2 separate regions of the Mus musculus genome follow, and region 2 is linked to region 1. A link is a contact called in public Micro-C data. All regions are on one chromosome and are shown on one strand. Each heading gives the region's core, a stretch centred on a gene start, on an enhancer-like site or on the middle of the called end of the contact. The rest is flanking DNA. Distances are from core to core; before and after follow the strand shown. Region 1 has its middle 78 kb from the start of A530021J07Rik. Region 2 has its middle 76 kb from the start of Gm10610.

What was found. Hi-C and Micro-C count contacts between places; a contact is called where the count stands out from the background.
Region 2: a Micro-C map of palatal mesenchyme shows a contact between it and region 1, with 1.5 times the contacts expected there. The contact joins two enhancer-like sites. A contact is called at or near these places in 4 of 484 Hi-C or Micro-C datasets (cerebellar granule neurons, embryonic somatosensory cortex, palatal mesenchyme and 1 more), 1 of 115 datasets of contacts at active chromatin or transcription factors (fibro-adipogenic progenitors) and 1 of 9 other capture datasets (embryonic stem cells).

The regions. Positions count from the first base shown.
Region 1 is chr7:83,223,652-83,230,138 of GRCm38.p6, forward strand. No RefSeq gene overlaps it. Among named protein-coding and RNA genes, the nearest start is that of A530021J07Rik, 78 kb to the left of the region's middle. Within about 2 kb of position 3,625, at least 8 of the 459 cell types and tissues checked have an H3K27ac peak or open chromatin away from gene starts, as enhancers often do. A contact at or near this core is called in palatal mesenchyme, where this site is marked.
Region 2 is chr7:83,471,733-83,478,209 of GRCm38.p6, forward strand. No RefSeq gene overlaps it. Among named protein-coding and RNA genes, the nearest start is that of Gm10610, 76 kb to the right of the region's middle. Within about 2 kb of position 4,514, at least 25 of the 459 cell types and tissues checked have an H3K27ac peak or open chromatin away from gene starts, as enhancers often do. A contact at or near this core is called in palatal mesenchyme, where this site is marked.

The DNA.
Region 1 (6,487 bases), core at 2,375-4,874:
GCTGATTAGTTTTCTTGAGGCAGAAGCCACAATGTTACACATACTCTTTTCTCAACCTGCTGCAGTTCTGATGAGTGTCTTCCAAATGTCCATATGTCAAGGTTTAGATTAGACCCCAGGGTAGCAATTAGGAAGTGCTATGGGTTTTCAAGAGTGGAGTCTAGTGGGAGTTCTTTAAGGCATTGATAGCCATACCCTTGAGTGTGATTCTGAGATGCACTATCCTCTCTCTCTCTGCTCCATTTGAAGATGACTGTGTTGCTTGGCAACCTCCCACCATCACTACCTGGTCCCTTCACCACACCTGTGCCAACACAGGCACCGTGGTTTAGAACCTTCAAAGCTGCGAGCTAAACACGCCTTTAGTTTCAATTGTTTAATTTTCTTCTCAAATATGGCGATGTGCTCTTGTAATAGCAGCATTTTGGAGGCAACAAGAGTGTCACACGTTCATGATCTGACTGGGCAACAATGAGGCTCTGTCTCCGATGAAAGAAAATGGCCTAAAGGTGTAGCCCCAAATCATAGTGTTTGTTTACCATGTTCAAGGCCCTGGGCTCCATCCCTAATTATCATAAAAAATGATAGCTTATTATTTTTCAGATGTTCCCTTGCAGTACACTGGGGCTGATTGACAGCATAGCCTAGGGTGAGGCAGACTAACATAACATTTCAGGCACACAGTTTCTAAGATCCTCACTGCAATGCAAGAGATGAAAGTTCTCATTTATAAAGGCATGGGCTCCCACGGCCATATCCTGTGGCATCCAAGGTCTAAGTGCAGTGCAAGAAGGGACACACATTCATAGTGTTGTTTAACTTAGCACATACAAGGAGACATTTTGCTTGCAGACTTAGGATTCAGCAGTTCCTAATGTCTTCACTACTAAACAAAATATCTCATTGCTGACTCCAATTCATATAAATTGACATCTATTTAATAATTGCAAAATAGTCTACTGTGATGATTAATTTTCAATGCCAACTTGACTGAATTTGGAATAACAATGAGACGTAACTCTGAATTATCTGTTAACATGTCTCCAGCTGGGTTTAGCTAGGGAGAGAACCCATCTTGAATGTGGGTGTGATCATGCTAAAGCTTGAGACCCAAACTGGATAAAAGGAGGGAGGTATCCAAGTGAACACTGATTCCTGTCTTTCTGCTTCTATGACTATGTTGATAATATGACCAGAGCTTCATAGACTCCTGCACCCATGGCTTCCCTGCCATGATAAGCTATATCTCCTTAAACATGAGGTAAGAAAAAGCATTTCTTTTTTTTTCTTAGACTTTTTTATTATTTAATGCATTTTATACATCAAACATATTAAATAATATTGAATATTTTGAGAATCAAGTAATACATAAAATTTTGTTCAACTTTTCGATTCATATCCTTTCATACCCTAAAAATATCATTAATGAACATTTAATACTATCCATAACTGAGGATCCTAAATCTAATGTTGAATACTAAATTGTTTCAAAACATACAAAATATTCTTTGGGAATTAAGCATAGTAAAAAAAGCATAGAATATTAAAAATGAATCATTAAGAAATATATTCACTAGCCCTTTTATTATACCATCTGACATAGTGAGAGAGTATTTAAAATGCATTCTATATCTATGTACATTGTCTAACTCTAAGTTGACTTAAAAAAGAATATCAGTGTTTCTAGAAAAGAAATTATTTTATCAGTAAGTATATTTTAAAAATTTCAAAATAGCAAAAACTCTTAGAAGCTAAACATTAAAAAATGCTAACTTCAAGCACAGTGAGAAAAGTTATCAATTTTTAATTATAATTATAATAATTCCATGATATTTGTAGAACATGATTTCAATATTTTCAACTGTTAATTTTCAACAAACAGAATAATTATTTTAAGATATATTTCATTGTTATGTCTCCATTTTCATTTCTGATTTTATTAATTTGGAGACTGTCTCTGTGCCCTCTGCCTCGTCTGGCTACCTGCCCTCGGTATATCTGACTGGAGTTTGTCCTTCCTGTGATCCTGGTTGTGTCCGACCTCCTCAGAATCCAGCTCTCTCTGTGGTCCTGTGATCCTGGTGTGGCCAAGCTCCTGGGATCCCGGGATCCTGGGATCCTGTGTGTGTTAAATAAACCTGGGAGTGGAGCTTCTTCTGGGTGTCGTGGGACTGGCTGCCGAGTTAGCTCGAAAGGTCTGCTCAGGGCACAGTCCCAGACTGGAAGGAACTTGTGCCACTGGCCAGGCGGAGTTCCTGAGTGCCCTGACCCTATGATCCTGGGTGTGTCAGGGCACCTGGGGGTGAAGCTTCCTCTGGGTGTTGTGGGATTAGCTGTGGAGCTAGCACCCCAGAATGAAAAGATTTCTTAAGATGCTTTGTGAGGCATTTTGTTACAGCAACTGGAAAAGTAACTGGTCCACACAACTTAAGAACATATCAATATATAGGCAACATATATTAAAAAAAACTGGACATACAATTCTTTCCCCCAAATTTTCCTTAATACAGAGAATGAGAATTTTTTTGATAGCTTAATGCACATATTCAAATATTTCTTTAGGATAGGGTCCCCTGAGGAATTGTGGGCCTAACAGTGTACGCACACTTCAAATGTTGCCAAATAACTGCCAAATGTTCCTTGGTAAAGATGCCAGCAGTATACACATCACAACCCTCTGAAAGGCCATTTCCCCTGTATGCTTCACTGTGCTGGGCCGTGTCAATCACTAGTGTTTCAGCATGGGTGAGAGATGAAGTCAGCAAGCTGATGTCATCATCTTCAGCCTTCCTTTTCCAATTTTTCCACTGGATAATGAACTCTCCACTTCTCCTTTCTCCTACCCCTACTTGAAAACATCTTATGTTTCTATGTGTCAATTTCAATTCAAGTTATGTTTTTTTTTTTTAATCAGATTTCCTCATTCTGAGTCATTCTTAAATCCTGAAGGATAAAGTTTGGTTGCAATAGTCTTTTTATTTGTTAATGGGCTGTATCAGACAAACTTTTATTTAGAATGTGTAAGAATAAATTAAGTGCCTTATAACTTCTGAAATTGCTTTGTCTAGTTTTGTTATAAGGTTTTGTGAGGTCAATAAAATAAAGCAAAGGATTGTTTTGTTTTGTTTTTTCCTCTTCTGTTCTTTAAAACACTATACAATGTGAAAAATGTCTGTTCTTAGGGCAATTTTGTAGAACTTCCTGATTAAATTTTATTACCTATGTGCCTTTAGGAATAAGCATCTAAAATAAGGACAAAGTTTTTATCCATCCAGTATGGAAAAAGAAAGTAAAAACTATAAAATTAAATGAACAATTTGACATCATCCAGACATGTTCACATGTTACATACATGGGACTATGATCCATCAACACATATCATAGAATATCCTTCTGGCATAATTCAGTGTAAGAAGTTGGAGAAGAAACTTCCTAAAATCCCTCCTGAGTGTAAGAATACAAAGACCAAGAGGAAAGTATCTCAACTGGGCTGACCACAAAGCCTGGTGATATTAGTTTTTGCAGTTGCAAAGATGTCAAGAAGTTCTGTTCAGCTGGGTTAGACAGCTTAGCTTCTTGGGCTTCAAGTATGGTTTTAAGGCACAGCAGCTTGCCCTCATCATACAAAACTCATCTTTCCAGAGGATTAGCAAGCTGAGGTATCAGTTTACTTTGCAAATATGCAAAGAGTTTAACAAGCGATCTGGTTCAATAAAAGTCGAATTTCTTTTCCCAGACCTATCATATTTTTTTTCCATTTCATCTAAATGTATTTACTTCTTGGTAGGAGAGCTAGTAGATAGTGCCTGTATTTAACGGAGTGGCTGGAAATGAGTGCCAGCTGTATGAACTTCAACTGCAATCAGAATCCCATGGACTCAGGCAAGGCTGGATGTAAAATAAAATAAAATAATGTTTGTAATGGCATAGCAAAGTCAGTTTGCCAAACCTCATCCTTGGAGAAGGTTAGAGTTTTCTGTCAGCTTCCATATGTATCTGGAACTCTTTCTTTCGCATTTGGCAATCTAGAGTCTCTATGTGGAGAGGTGGGTAAGTATGTCAAACCCAGGAGCTTCAGACACAAAGGATAAAGGGAACAAGTGCCACACTGGCTTCAGCAGTTCTCATTACGTCAGACGTAGAGCACAAACTTATTTCATTTCCTTTCACAGATCATTCCACACATTTTTTTTTTTCATGTTTGGGCACAAATCACTGGTTCTTGTGCACAGTCAGCTCTGTGTTTCACTTTAACCCAATGACTTGGAGAACTGTTGCTTTGAAGATGGTTGGGTTAAAATCAGCAGGAGCAGACTGGGGTTCCATGATGCCAAACATCTGGTTAGTGTGTGTTTCAGATGGATTTCATAGAGTTAAGTGTTTGCTAGCCTGTGATTGGAATCCCATGTGTAGGCTGTGGACTTCCACTGGAAACGACAAACCTAATATCTAGTATAGCATGGGTAAGAGACACAGAAGCTAGGGTTGGCAACAGAATAAAATTTTACATAACACGTACACCAAAGATTTCTGAGACATGTTTTAGTTTCTTTCCCCCCTTCTATTTTATTTCTGCTTTGTATCTTTTATTCAATTCCCTTTCATTTTCCTGCCTGCAACACAGTTATTGATGCTGAAGTTGAAGCATCTCTTTTTGAACTAGGAAGTAACAAGCTGAAAGTGTAAACGTTACATCTTAAAGTTGATGGATTGTGAAGAGATGATGCCCGAGAAACTGATTGTCTATACAGGACTAGTTATGCCAGCTTAGTTGACTACAGAATCCAGACTAGACATAGGCAGTTTTGCTTATTTATTAATTACTCAAGAGTATCCTCCCACTTTCCCTACTTTTGGGACAAAGTTGGTTCTTTCAGAGATGAAAACTGTCATCTGTATGTGCAGAGCCATTGGACAAACACAGTGAAGCTCTTTATACTTAGTGGAATGGTGGGATTCAGTCCTGGGGATAAAAGCCACGGGGATGCCAGAGACACTAGAGCATTGTCTCTTGTGATTTAACTGTTTTCTCTCCGAGAAGAGGAAACCCACACAAGGTCAATGTTGTCAAGTATGAGTTGGAGTGATGAATATATTAGTTTTCTTGTGACTAGGACAAATACCTGGTGGAAGCAGATATCTGGAGTTTATGTTGGGAATCATATGCAAAGGGGGTTTATATTGGCTCACAGTTTCATGGATTCCAGTAAATGATGGCAGGAAAGGTAAGTGTCAGGAAGTGGGGGTGCTGGTAACATCTAGGCAGGATAAAGAAGACCTTCAAAAAACAGCCCCCCTATTCCTTTTATCTAAGCTTTACAAACTCTCAGGTTTCAAACTGTGCCATCTGCTGGAGACAAGGCATTCAAACACATGAGCCTGTGGGGGACAATTTACTTTCAAACCAAGGAAGTCCACTTAGAATTCTGAGAGCAACAACCCCACCGAGTAGGATGTCAGTGTTGTGCAGGGGAGAAGGTGACCATTGTCCTCTGTTGCCAGTGCTGTATCCTTGACACTGGTGGTTTTGTTTTCTGCTTGTTTTCTGGTGCGGGCAGAGCACACTGGCCAATGCTGAGGAATATCATTCCTAAGGCAGAGATCTCCATATTTCCTTACTTGCTGGTGTAACGTAGGTAAGCATTCATGACCCCAGTCACTGTACTGATTGTGTGGTTGTATAACTTAAACACAACCTTTTCACAATTATCTCTATGTACGTGAACTTGTTTCTTGCTTCTTAAATGCTTTCTTCATTTGATAAAAAAATGACACAATAATTGTACATATTTATGAGGCAAAAGGTGATAATTTGATGCATTTGTACAATATATAATGATCAAATCATGATAATTAGCATTACTTCCTAGAGGTTTATTATTTCTGACTGCAGAAGTAACAGAAAGCCTTGCAATCCAGCAGACCTTCTAGCGAGTGTACTTCCTCATCTAACTATTCCCCCAAATACTGCAAAGTCAATTATTCACTGCAGGTGTGAGCTCTCTCCTCCTTCATTCTACATCACTCCCTCTTGGCTGGCTGTTGTCTCTTTCCATACAGAGATGGGGAGAAAAATGAAGCAACTTAATAAGTCAAGTCTAGGATTGGGTGGAGTCTAGGGTTGGGTGAGGATTTACAGGAAGTATTATTAGTAAATAGCTGTGATTCATAGTCTTCTGCACCCCTCTGCTCCTCCATTTCCATGGAGAATTAAAAGTTGTTTACAAAAAACAAATTTGAAGAGCAGGAGGAATGTTGACAGGGTTAGTCATGGGTGTGTTTAAACCATGTGGCTTTAATAGACCTACAGTGACACAAGTCTCCAAATACTTTATCATACGAGAAAAAAAAAAAAACCCTGCACCAACTAAAAACAGTTTTGTTTTGATTCGTTGTGTTAAAATATTTACAGAAGGAAAAAAATGTTGGACCCCGCTGTGGTTTGTATGTCCTCAGCAAAACTCGGATTGCAATTCAGTCCAACTGT
Region 2 (6,477 bases), core at 3,264-5,763, 250 kb after region 1:
TTGCAGATGGACCAGGGTAAGTAGTACATGGAATAATGTCCTGTGTTGTTTGTTTGTTTGGTTGGTTGGTTGGTTTGGTTGGTTTGTTTTTTGGGTTGTTTGTTTGTTTGTTTGTTTGTTTTCAGAAAAGGTTGATGAGTCTGTACTCTTCTGGTACCCGGTACTTTCTTCCCAGGCAATAAGACAGAGCAGTGAGCAAGCTGGATAGATCCAGATCCCTTCTCCTGAGGATCTTGATGTTTCCAGAGAGGAAGATGACAAACTTGCAGCAATTGGTCCAATAATGTATCTGTGGTATTGAGAGTGGAACTGCTATGTTGAAAGAGCACCAATAGCTCTTCCCTTACTAAGTCTAGCAAGATCTAGAACTTTTTGCTCACACTTTGGTGGGGTCAAACAAACAAAAAAAAGGCATTTGTGGAATCATTTGATTTCTTGTAACCACAAATACAATCTCAATTTTGTATTATTGGCCTCTGTTCTTAGATAAGAAAGAAAGTGAAGTTATTCAGACTCCAGCCTTCTCTGAGGTCCTGCTCTACTGTGGCAAGCTTTGTACATATGAACTGCAAGGGGAATGGGCCACCTTCTCTTCTCCTTCCTGATGCAGACCCACAGCTTACCAACTTCTGGATCTGGCCCCCAGAGCCCGGAGAGCAACCGCACAATCTGCTGGGCACAGCTGCATAGTGCTCCCTCCTCCTCTGCCCCCAAAGCCCCCAGTCATTCACTTTGATGTACACTCATTACTGCACAGATATTCCTCTTTGGCAAGACTCTATGGCTGCTTCTCTCTTCCCTATCTCCACCTGTGCCTCAGCTGCACAAATTTGCCCTTAACATGATGGTTAGGTAGACTGTCTCCATTGCCTTGGAGCCTCCTGGGGTTTTTCAGGCTTACTGGGTCTCTGTAGTCACTGTGTCTATCCCCTACACCACTTCCAGACTGCGGGATGCTCGTAAGTTCCTCTGTCACTGCACTGAGGCTAAGGGAGGGAGATTTAGAGCATCAGTGCCCACTGCTCTTAGAGGAAGAAAAGTCTTTTTCTGAAACCTTTCTGACACCTTTGTATGTTCTTGATACAGCTGAGTCACAATCTCCAGATGTTCAAATGACAGAGGTTTATCTCACATTCACTTTGGTGTGAGCCACTGTAGTCACTGCTTTTAAACAAAGACTGGAAGAATCTGTTTCTGTGCATGAGGTTGTAGAGAGGTGAGTGTCAGGGCAGGCTGATGCTTTATACGGAGTGCTCAGAGAAGCATAGAAACACTCTCTGTGAATGTGAGAACAAACAAACTCCAGCTAAAGGGTGGGAATGAGTCCTATGGCTACCTCTTGTAAGATCATCCATTCTAGGCAGAAAGAAAGCATGCAGAGTATACAGTCCTTGGAGCATGTCTTGCTTGGCATGGAGGAGGTAGGAAGTCGAGGAGATGGCAGGTAAAAGGAAATGAGATAGACAGTGAATCACAGACAAGACAGGAAGATAGCCCAAGCCTGACTCTGTGAGTCTTGAAACTGAATAGTCTTTGGATTTTTGTTTTGATGTTGTTCTGTCTGTTATTGTGAGGGTTTTTTAGATTTCTTATTTGTTGTGGTGGTGGCTGATGTTGTAATAAAAGAGTTCTTTTAAATGTCAGGGAAATACATGAAAAAGATTCTGTCACTATAATTCAGTGAAATACAGTGGCATGTAATATTGCTGGGGACACAAACAGGGTTGATCTACTGATAACAGACTGTTTTGGTGGCTTTCTGATACACAGAATACATTTTTGTTATTATAACTATATAAATATATACTGTTAGTTTCCAGAGATTTTGTTTGTAGGTTTTCTTTTATTAAAAACCGGTCTTCTCTGTCTTCTTAAAGAGAGATTTTCCATGTAGTCCTCTTAAATACAGGTCAGTACTATTCTGCACATTGGCTCTCCCCTCCCTGAGCACTTTAGGTAAATGGAGATTGAGGCCATTCAAAGACAAGAATAGAATGACTAAGGATTGGGGACTATAGTGCCAGGTCAGCCAAGGGTAGGCAATAACCAGTCTTTAGTGTGGGACATGCAAGAAGCCCAAACCTGGGTCATGCGCAACACAGTCCTGCGCCACTCTGCAGACTTCTAGAAAGTCCAGGGTGATGCTGCCTGCTGGCCTTCCATGGGGTTTACTCTTAGAACAGGCAGGCAATTCCCAGGGCCCTGCATCTCCAGCACAGAAAAGCCACTGAAGGATTTGTAGTTTGGTAGTGTAGGGTCAGGCTAGAGCCCATGTGAGTAGAGAGAATAACACGGTAGGAAACAGCTGAGCTATCAGGAGCATAGCCTTTCCAGGACAGGGAAGAGTCTGCCACGCTCTAGACAGAACCTAGGACAGTAAGGCAAAAGCAGAGAAGACAGCAGTAGCCATTGCTGAGGTACCTAACTATATAAGGCATGTGCCTGCATTGGCCACAGGAGGGGCGATATCATCAGAGAAACAGCATGATAGGTCTCTGTGCTCTCTAGAGTGAGGAGTAGCTGAGGATGAAGGAGAAAGCCAAGGGTAAATAGAGTCACTAACTGGACATTTGGGAATACAAGTCCCCTATACACTGTCAACATCTCTATTAGGCAGGTTAGGCACAGAGCTTAGGACCTGAGATATATTTAAATATATATATATATATATATATATATATATATATATACATAATTTATATATATATATATATATATACACATAATTTTACTTCAGAAGAATGAAAAAATATGCTTCTGATATTGGTTCTTAGATAATGACCTTTACCTTTACATTGGAGTAATTTTTAATACTGAATTTTAAAAGAAACCTTATGAAAGCAAGTGCCTAGACTCACAAAATCCATAATGCGGTTGCTGCTGTCCTCACTCTGCCAGCCTGTAAAATGGGTTCAATAAAGAGTCCCCCCAGCCCATCCATATCCATGACAACCCACAGGCACCACTTTCCTGTCCCTGGCACTGCACACATTGCATCACTGCTGATTGTTTTACTCTGGGTGGGAAGCAGCCAGACATCTCCATCTCACAGAAGTTGCTGCAGATCTGCCATGTGCCTCGACTAGCACTGTTCTCAAAGAATAGTTTTCTGTGGTTCCCAAATGTATATGTCCATCAAGATGTATCTGAGAACCTCAAAGCAGATCTCCTGAACTTGTGTAATGTGTGTGTGTGTGTGTGTGTGTGTGTGTGTGTGTGTGTGTGTGTATGTGTGTGTGCATATGTGTGTGTTGGCTTCATTCAGGAGGCTCTGGCAGGAGAGGGTAAGAGGAACACTATGAGTTGAGTCTGGGAATTGACCTTGGTCCTTCCCATGCCAGAGTTTGGCAGCGGTTGTTCGTCTGTTTAATGTCTTTCCTAAAGCTCTCACTTTCTTCATGTTCTGTGGGGGAAGCTTCCAGATGGCTGACAACCAAAGGCAACTTGCCATTGCCTTATAAGTTTCATTACCCACCCCTAGATTTGTAAATATACCTTTCATCCAACCCTCTTCACTGCCTCCTCTGAACAGAACCATCCCGCTGGGGTGGGGCTTGGGGGAGGGATGGCTCTTTCCCCATGATCTGTAAACTTCTGGAAGGTAATCCTGCAGTGTAGATGTGGTCACCTTCAGGATCTGCAAACATAAATGCAGTCCCACTGCACGGACTGATTACAGCTCATTCTTTGAGCTTTCAAGGACTGAGCACTTATGCTTTGCTGTCGTATAGTACTGTTGTTGCTTTGTCCTACGGCCAAAGCAGGAGGTTAGTGTTCTCAGCATTAGTCTAGTGAAAGAAACAAATGCACACAGCCAGAGGGTGGTAACTCACTTCAGGTAAGAGGTATAGCCAGAAGCCATCACACTGATTGCCCTCACAGGCCCCGCCTTCCTGGCGAACCTCTCAACACCCAGGCAGAAGGCAGCTGTCATATCTGGCACCTAGATTTGCTTTTCACAGGTTGGCAAGCTGTGGCTACTGGATTATAGACTTCTCAAGTGCAGCCTAGCCTTGCTCCAGTTTCTGGAAAGAGATTTATTGAAATATTTTTTCCCTTGTGATTGATGGGCTTAAAATCCTCACCATGAATCTGGGGGTTGCGGCTCACTTCTTGCCGTTTCTGAGGCAGTGCTGTGGATTGTAATATGCAGCTAGCTACAATAGAGCGGGTGTTTTCCAGGAACAATGCCTGCTTCTATTTAAGTTTTATGGGGGTCCCCACTTAAATTTTCCCCACTTAAAAAGTCCATATATAGCTTTTCTGGTCTAGGCTTTCCCAGAGACACCCAAGGGACACTGAGCCACATCATCCACTCCATAGTAGAAAGGGCAGAAGGAAATGGCACACTTCTGCTTTAACCGTTTGCTGGCAGATGTTTGTGTGAGAAGGCATACCTGCAAGCAATTATATCCCATTCCTGGGATGGCTTACAGACATAGATATGGGAATGGAATAGGATCTAGAGTTTGGCCGGATGTCTCCCTTTTGTATATAATTTAACTCTCTCTGAACCCTGCTTTATTCCCTTGGAATGTGAGATTATGGTTTTGGCTGAAAGGAACAACACAAGACGAGTGCAGGGTAACAGAAGACAGCTCACTACCCAGATGTTAGCCATCTTCTCAGGACATTCTGGGTCATGTGATTTGCTATCTTTTGGTGTGGCTGGGAAGCTCACTCATCTTGAATCTTTTATATTATATGAGTCACGTGGAATTGGTCCCTTGTGCATGGTCCTGTGTCCCCCACAGATTCCATCCACGTGAAGACAGACCTGAAGAGGAAGACAGAACCGTCTTTCAGGCCAGTCCTCTACAGATTGAGGGATAGGTGAAGGACACAGATCTGAGAAGTGGCCAGGCAGGCTTGGAATCTGGCAGTGGGTTTGAGACTCTACCCTTCCCATCTGTATGGACAGGGTGGGTCCACTAATTTACAGAATCCTGTGATTATATGCTGCATTCGTTAGAGACTATCAGGGCAGTAATCCAGTGTGGGCAGGAGCTTTTCCTCAGTATCAGACCCTGCACACGCATGGCCTTGGTAAGATCTTGAGATGCTGAATCAGCTGCTCTGGAACTTACATCTTTCAACTTGGTTTGCTTGCTTGCTTGCTTGCTTGCTTGCTTCCTTGCTTGCCTGCTTGCCTGCTTGCTTGTAATAGGTTTCATAGAGCCCATGCTAGCTTTGAACTGACTGTGCAGCCACACACAACACGGAAGCCCTGATCCTCCAGTCTCTACCTCCAAAGTGCTAATATGACAGCTCTTTCTTCCATCTTTAAGATGAAGGCCAGTTGCCAACTGGCAGACTGTGCTAGCAGAGGCTTCTGTGCATCTGGTAGCAAAGCGCAGGCTTTGCACACACTGGGCTCCATGGGATTACTATGAATGAGGTGGCTCACTCCCTTCATAACATCAGTGTCTGCCTGACTCTGAACAGCATTGCTCCGTTGTAGGTTTGTTCTTGAGTGATTCATTCCTACAAGCAAAAGACCCTTGGGAAGGTAAAATCTTGATCCAGATGGAGTGCCATTGGGATAACTACTGTCAGCAAATCTTGATAATCGTTTAACTATCATAGTTGACTCTTAATTTAGCAACAACAGAAAAAAAAATTTTTTTTAATTGAGTTATATATAAGTAGACTTCTGTTTGGATTACATTCTCTTAAAAATTTTTAATTACATTTTATTAGTGGTGTGTGTGTGTGTGTGTGTGTGCACATGAGTGGATGCTCCCCAAGAGACAACAGATTCCCATGTGTTGGAGTTATAAGCACTTGTAAACCTAACAATGTTGGTAGTAGAGACAGGAACTTGGAACAGTCAGTCCTCTGGAAGACCACTGCGTGCTCTTGACTGCTAAGCATCTCTCCAGCCCACCTTGTAATTTATTATTGGAGCCTTGCAGGTTATTATATGGTTAAAATCTCAGCTGTACATTTCTTAGAGGAAAAATACTCCAGGGCTCAGGGAAAGCTGCCAACCCCTGATGTTGCAGCCTTCGTATTTGGAGTGCTGAAAGAGATCCTCACACGCCCCGCCATCAAGAAAGGTTAAATTGTCAAACAAACCTCAGAAGCCTGCATTCGATTTTGTTGCTCAGCTACATAAGTGCTCGGAGCCTTAATAAAGGTATTTAACTCCGGCTTTTTCTGCCCTTATACAGGCTTCCCCATTGAGAACAGGGAGAAAGTTTTAATGTGCAAACACAAGGCAGGCTGAGCCAGTCAGTGGCTGCAAGGTTCCTGGCAGATGTCCATTGTTGTTAGAATTGATGGAGCACAGAGCTACACCGCAACCCACTGCAGGGAGTCTGTCACTGGGACTTCAGCCCAAAGCCTGGCACAGGCTCCCACCTCCAATCACTTGACCACTGGCTCTTTCATCTACAAACTGGTCCCTTAGCCAAACCATCCTTCATCCTGCCAACCTTAAGTGAAGGTCTTCAAAGTATCTCCCCCTCCCACCAG